Linked DNA regions of Ovis aries: region 1 is linked to region 2. The links are chromatin contacts, called in public Hi-C maps. All regions are on one chromosome and are shown on one strand. The core of a region is the stretch at or near the end of the contact, and the rest is flanking DNA. Distances in the headings are between cores, read along the strand shown. Region 1 overlaps ABHD2 (abhydrolase domain containing 2, acylglycerol lipase). Region 2 has its middle 23 kb from the start of ABHD2.

Region 1 (3,261 bases), core at 258-2,757, 130 kb before region 2:
TCGGCACCTGTCCCTGTCATAAGACTGCCCTTGGGACAGAAAGGCTACTGGGAGGACAATGGAGGCTCTGAAGAGAAGCCAGCTGGGGACACGGGGCTTTGGGAAAAATCAAGGTTCTTCACCAGCAAAGGCTGAATGCAGTAGCTCACTCTCTCTCTCCAAGTCCCCTCAAGATAGGCCCGAAGCCTTGACTTATCTGTGTCCACTTACAAGGGCTGTAGAAGGCCAGTTGGGAATGTTCTGGCAAAGGACGTGTAAACAGATGAAGTGGACTTAGAGATGGTCTAAGGTGAGGTAACCGAGGCTTAGAGAGGGGAAGAGATTGTCCACAGACCAGTGTGAATTAGAGACAGGAGAAGAATCCAAGTGTCAGGACCCTGGTTACATTAATACCAAGTCAGGAAAGGATGCTCCTCTGGCAAGTATATTCTCATCCTAAGGCATGTGGGAAATGCTCGCCGGAGGTTCAAGGAATACAGTGACAACAAATAACTTTCTGTCTTCATTCTGCCCTGGAATCATTGGTACAGACTCACATCAGAGAAGGTAGGAGGTTTTCTTTAAGACTGTTAAACTCGCTACTGATATAAGTGCATCAGGAAGACCTGAGACCATTTTTCAAGTCAGATAATCCTAACTTGGGCTTCCCAGGTGGCTCAGTGTAGACACTTCACCTGCCAATGCAAGAGACACAAAAGACGGGGTTTTGATCCTGGGTCAGAAAGATCCCGTGCAGGAGGAAATGGCAACCCACTTCAGTATTCTTGCCTGGGAAATCCCATGGACAGAGGGGCCTGGCGGGCTACAGTCCATGGGGTCGCAAAGAGTCAGACAGGACTGAGTGACTGAACATGCACAATCCTAACTTGACTGGGATCAGTTACTCACTGTTGTCTTCAAAACTGTTTACACAGGCAGGGAGAAAAACTTGGAAAAATGTTGCTAGAAGCCTGCTTGGTTTTTTAACATGCTCTTCCAGCAACAGAATTGTCTAGGCCATTGCAATTTATGTCCTTAAACTGATTTTAAAATATAATATTCAAACACTCTGAAAATTCAGCCTTGTGTTAGCCCCAAGAGGACCTCAGGAGCAAGAAGAGCTGCCACATTATCATCAGAAATGAACAGAAAAGCCAGGCAAGCGGGAGGGAGGAAAAAGCTGACCGACATATAAAGTGCTCCTCCTCCCTTGTTTATCAGGCTTGAATGCCTCTGTGCTCCCATTCAGGAACAAACAAGAATTTTCCTGTAAGACGGCCACAGTTACACTCTCATTTCCATGCATGAGAGCCTGAAGCTCGAACAAAAGGCCTCAGTTGATTTCATGTGAGCTAAAAAGTGCCATTCAGAGTCACACGCTAAAAAGACTTCAGCTGTGCATGGCCCCCCACGGTCGTGTGGGGTAAAATCCGGTTGTCCAGCAACAAAGGGAATGCTCTGAGCCCTGCCTCTCCTGCGTGGGTCAACAGAACTGCCGGGCACACCAGGCTCCAGGGACTCCTGTCCCTGTCTCTGCCAAGTGTGTGACAACTGGACTGTTTTCTCCTCCTGAATGGAGCTGGTACCTGGCTGCTATATAGTTGGAACAGATTGAGGGGTGTGTCCTAAGGCAAACGAAAAGGAGACTCTTGCTTCCTGGGATGGTGGTTCAGCCCCGTTAGGTTGTTGCTTCGTTTGTCTGATTTCACAAAAAGTCTTGGGTCAGGAAGGTAGGAGCGGGAAACATGACTGTGAATTTTCTAGATTACAGCTGCGGTTGAGGGTTGGAGGGAAAAGTAATAGAGGGGGAAGAGACGAGCTTCCAAATCGAGGGGCAGAAGATAAAGTGCCGATCTGTGCTGAAAGCACATGAACGAGACGTGCACTTGAAAAATAACAACCTGGGGGGAAAGTCATGACGATGAATCTGTGTGTGTGTGAGACAGAAACCGAAGCCAAGTCGAGACCAGAGAAGCCTCAGTCTCTTCAGATAACAGCGGTCTTTGATGTTGCCGTTTAGGATCACCTGGTGATGGTCAGAAAACAACACACGACTGTCACGTGACTAGGACCGATGCCCAAACTACAACCACCTGTGACCAAGAGGGTCCACACCCAGGCCCTCATATGGCTCCCTTTACCCCTTAAATATCCACACACAAATCCACTATTAATATTCCTGTCTGTCCTAGAGCAAAGTAGAGGAAGCAGGGGGGGAAATAATTTTTTTTTTAAAGTATCTAGGTTATTTCACTCATAATTCTGTTCAGTTTCAGATAGCAACTGCTGATTATTTCAAAGTGCAGGGTTTTTAGCTATTCAAGTACTGCAGGATTGAAGGAAAGGAGTACTTGAAACACAGTGTGAGCTTTTCATTTGAGAAGACACACTCTGGAAAGACCTACCCAATAGGCTATAGACATAAGTTATTCAATTAAAAATCTGGTTTCCAAAATCACACCCTCTTCAGTTGAAAAGTGATTTCTCCAAACTCAGATCCAACCTTTGAACTGTTTGGTATCAAAAGCCAGAGTTGGAGAGAACTGGGTTAAAAGAAAATAAAATGAGTACTTTAAAAAACAAAACCAAACCACTTTATATGAAATGAGGGACAGGAAAAAGAAAAAGAAAAGGCAAATGATGATATTGACATGCTTAGAATAGCTCCTGGGCTCCCCTGGAGAGGAGTTCTCTCAAACATCAGTAAACTGAGTTTGTCATTGAACTTTAGAACTGGTAGTGATCTCAGCAACCTGCCTGGTCCAGCCGCTCCTGCATTTTACAGGTAAAGAAAGAAAAGTTCAAAGGGACTTGTCCACGGTCATATAGCCAGTGAGAGGCAGAGGCAGGCCTGAAGTCTCCACCACCAGCCCAGGCCCTCGCTGAAACTGCTCATGGCTATCACATCAGGGCAGGTGCACTGCTTCAGAGGCTCCGGGGAGCTACGAGACACCATGAGCTACCAAGACGTTTCTAATTTAGAGGTTCTGCACCACTGGGTTTCTCGGATTTGCCTGGTGATAAGGATCACCTGGGGCACTTGTCAAAAATTAAAATCCCAGGCCCCCTCCCAGCCCCACAGAAACACCTCCAAGGGAAGGGACGTGGGAGGCTGAATTTGTAATAAGCGCCTCAGGTAACTCTCATCGTTAGGAGTGCGTAAGGGAGAAACTTGGCCTCTGACTCAACGGAATTTTGCCATGTAAGAGACCACACTCTTGGCAGGGGGCCCGCCCCCAAGCAGAACTGTAGCTACAGCATTGGCTCTATTTAGGGTCTAAG
Region 2 (3,134 bases), core at 492-2,991:
ATCTTGTGATAAACCATAATGGAAAAGAGTATGAAAATGAATGTAAACATGCACATAATTGAATTACTTTGCTGCACAGCAGAAATTAATACATCATAAATCAACTAACTTCAATTCAATAAATTATTTAAAAGAAGCAGCAATTGTGATTGATTAAAGAGACGACAGAGTCAAACAGGCAAGATAAAAAAATTAAAAGGAAATTATCCTTCTCCAATAAAAGTGACTCATTCGAGCAACAGTAGAAATCAATAAGGTGAGATGAGCCAGCTTTAGATTCCCTCTCTGACATATTCATGCCTATTTCACAGTAGAGCATCTGAAACTACGCTTATCCTCTCTTTCCCAGCTTTAGAACCAACTCCCCTTATCCATTCCTAAATTTATTTTCTTTAAGATCAAGTCCTGACCTTTCTCCAGACATACCCCTAGTGCACACCATCCCCAAGTGACTGACCTTAGTATTTCGGAATGAACAAGAACTCTGGGACCCTAGACCCCCTTCTTCATCACACCCGGTGCTTTTTCTCAGATCTTAGCCTGGCCACAGGATTCTGGTTGTCTTTCCTTTCAGTCATGGGGTCCAGAGGTTTCTCTCTTTCTAAGAGAGAGGCTGTGTCCTCCAGAATTCATGTCTTAAAAGTGTCCTCAAGGCGCTTCCCTGGTGGCTCAGTGGTAAAAGGATCCGCCTGCCAGTGCAGGAGACGGGAGTTCAATCCCATGCGCACGGAACTGCTAAGCCCATGCGCCATCTCTACTGAGCTTGCGCCACAGAGCCCGTGCTCTGCAACGAGAGAAGCCACCATAATGAGAAGCGCAGGCACCACAACTAGAGAAAGCCCAAGCAGCAGCAAAGACCCAGAACAACAAATAAATGAGTAAAATTATTTTTTTTAAAGCGTCCTCAAATTTTGGTGCTTTCGCTGAGCCTCAGCCTTCCTAGTTCTGCATTCCAGCTCCTCTTGGCTGGGTCTACTCTTCCTTCACCTCAAGCTCAGTCATGTCCCCCTCACCCTATGTAGCTTTGGCCTTAGGACCTGGTGGAGCTTAGAATTGTCTTGCAGAGACAGCCTTTTCATAAACTAATGGGATGGACAGGCTTCCAGAAAAGCCATTTGACCCTTTGAAAGAAGATTCTGAAAATATTTTGTAGCCTTTGGAACTCTGACTTTACAATTCCATTTCTGAGACTCTATCTTAAGGAAATACTCCAAAATGAAAGGACAGAAATTAATGCAGAAATAGGAATCACGTAATTTAAGTCAGCAAAATAGCAGATGTAGCCTAGATGTCTAAGAGCAGAAGATTGATCAAATGAAGCAAATTACAGCCAGTGTATATTGTGGACAGTTATGCAGCCGTGAATTAATTTGTGGAATATCATTAATGCGATGGGGAAAATACCGGATCAAAATTATGTATTTGGTATGATTTCAAGTGAAATATAAAAGTCATAGAACGAAAATAGAAAAGAAATATGCCAAAATATTAATAGTTTGCCTCTGGGTGGTAAGATTCCAGGTACATTTTTTTCTCCCTGTTTGTCTTTATACTTTGACTTTTCAACTGTTCCATGGGAGTACAAATCACTTTTATAACCTGTAGGAAAAAACTCCAAAAGACTTTCCACGCACAGGAAAAGAAATAACTAAATTACGCTCAGACTTGGTGTTCTAGTCTGAATGGCTAGGTTCTCGAGTATTGAGCTGGCCAAAAGTTTGTTCAGGCTTTTCCATAACATCGTATAAAAAATCCAAACTAACTTTTGGGCCAACCTCTTATATGAGGGTGGTCCACCGAGAATCTAACTTGGGCTTTGTCTTTCTGCTGATGTCTTGTGAGGGACTCCTGTTTATGCTGGGTGGGCGCAGATAAGCTGATCTGTGCTCTGCCTGATGGAGATGGAATATGGAGGACAGGGCAGAACACATCCTTTGTTCTGGGGAGCTGGTGTTGGCAGACAGGCCTGGGCTGGTTCTCAGGAACTCAGGGAAGCAGGCACAAGGGTTGCTATTCACGGAGAGGCAGCTGTCTGAGCCTGAGTCCCTCTGTGAATGGGAAAGGCCTGAAAGAACCAAGAATCAGGAGCCAAGGCCCTGGGCGCTTGTGAGGCCCCCCAGGCTCGTGGAGGAAGGCGTGCTCCTGACGGCCCAGCTGGCATGGGCAGGGATGGTGGAGTGAGATTTTCCTGCAGCACCAGATAGGAGGAAGACGGCAGCTCTATAGCAGGAGACTCAAGCTCCCCGTTTCTCAGTGAGACTGGTGGCTGATTCCCTACTGTGATGGCAGCCTGTCCCCCTACCTGATTTCTGGGGAGTCGCCCACCCCCCCTCCCCACCCCAGTGCTCACTGTCTTTGCACTGGTGTCTGTAACTCCTGTCCATCTTGCATCTCACAGGCTGGCCAGTCATACTTCTTAACCCACCATTTCATTAAAGTCAAATTCTTCAACTCTTAAGGTTCGAGGTTTTTTCCCCCTATAACTCTTTTTTAAAACTGTGTTTTCCCCTTTAACTCTATTTTTTTTTAAATGTGTTAACTCAGTTATTTTATTTTTAAAAGGTTTTTATTTTATTTACTATTTATTTGGCCTCACCAGGTTTTAGTTACAGCACATCTTTAACTGTAGCTTGCAAACTCTTAGTTGTGGCCTGTGGGATCTAGTTCACTGACCAGGAATCAAACCCGGGTCCAGTGCACTGGGAGTGCAGAGTCTTAGCCAGTGGACCACCAGGGAAGTCTCCACTTTAATAGCTCTATAAACCATTGCCTGCCCAGCATGGTGACGACAGACCCAAGGTTTCCTCTTCAAGTTGTAAGTACGATCATCTGATCAGTCTTATGAATTTTGGTTAGATTTGTGGGTCAGAGAACTGGAATAGGAAGTATTCTGGAGACAGGGGTACCTCCAGGGGCAAATAATAGCCAGTTTGGGGCTTCTCCAGTTTTGGGGGTGGCAGGTGGTCAGGACTGTGCCAGCTTACTCTAGCAATAATACACATTTTACTGAGGCTGGTCTGGGTACAGAGCAGTACCCCTCTTCCTGAACGCCCTGGCACATGGGCATTGCCAGTGCTGGCCTGGAGTCTCACATGAGACTGCGGAGGTGTGGGCGGGTACCAGGGCGAAAGGAG

Evidence for each region. A called contact is a pair of places that touch in the nucleus more often than the background predicts.
Region 1: a contact with region 2 is called in a Hi-C map of hypothalamus, with 4 times the contacts expected there. The contact joins two enhancer-like sites. A contact is called at or near these places in 3 of 16 Hi-C or Micro-C datasets (hypothalamus, muscle and tail adipose tissue).

Annotation. Positions count from the first base shown.
Region 1 is chr18:20,015,372-20,018,632 of ARS-UI_Ramb_v3.0, reverse strand. It overlaps ABHD2 (abhydrolase domain containing 2, acylglycerol lipase), which reads right to left. Exons shown (of 11, transcript XM_004017743.5): 11 at 1-3,261. Among named protein-coding and RNA genes, the nearest start is that of RLBP1, 23 kb to the left of the region's middle. Within about 2 kb of position 1,507, at least 13 of the 54 cell types and tissues checked have an H3K27ac peak or open chromatin away from gene starts, as enhancers often do. A contact at or near this core is called in hypothalamus, where this site is marked.
Region 2 is chr18:19,885,883-19,889,016 of ARS-UI_Ramb_v3.0, reverse strand. No RefSeq gene overlaps it. Among named protein-coding and RNA genes, the nearest start is that of ABHD2, 23 kb to the left of the region's middle. Within about 2 kb of position 1,741, at least 9 of the 54 cell types and tissues checked have an H3K27ac peak or open chromatin away from gene starts, as enhancers often do. A contact at or near this core is called in hypothalamus, where this site is marked.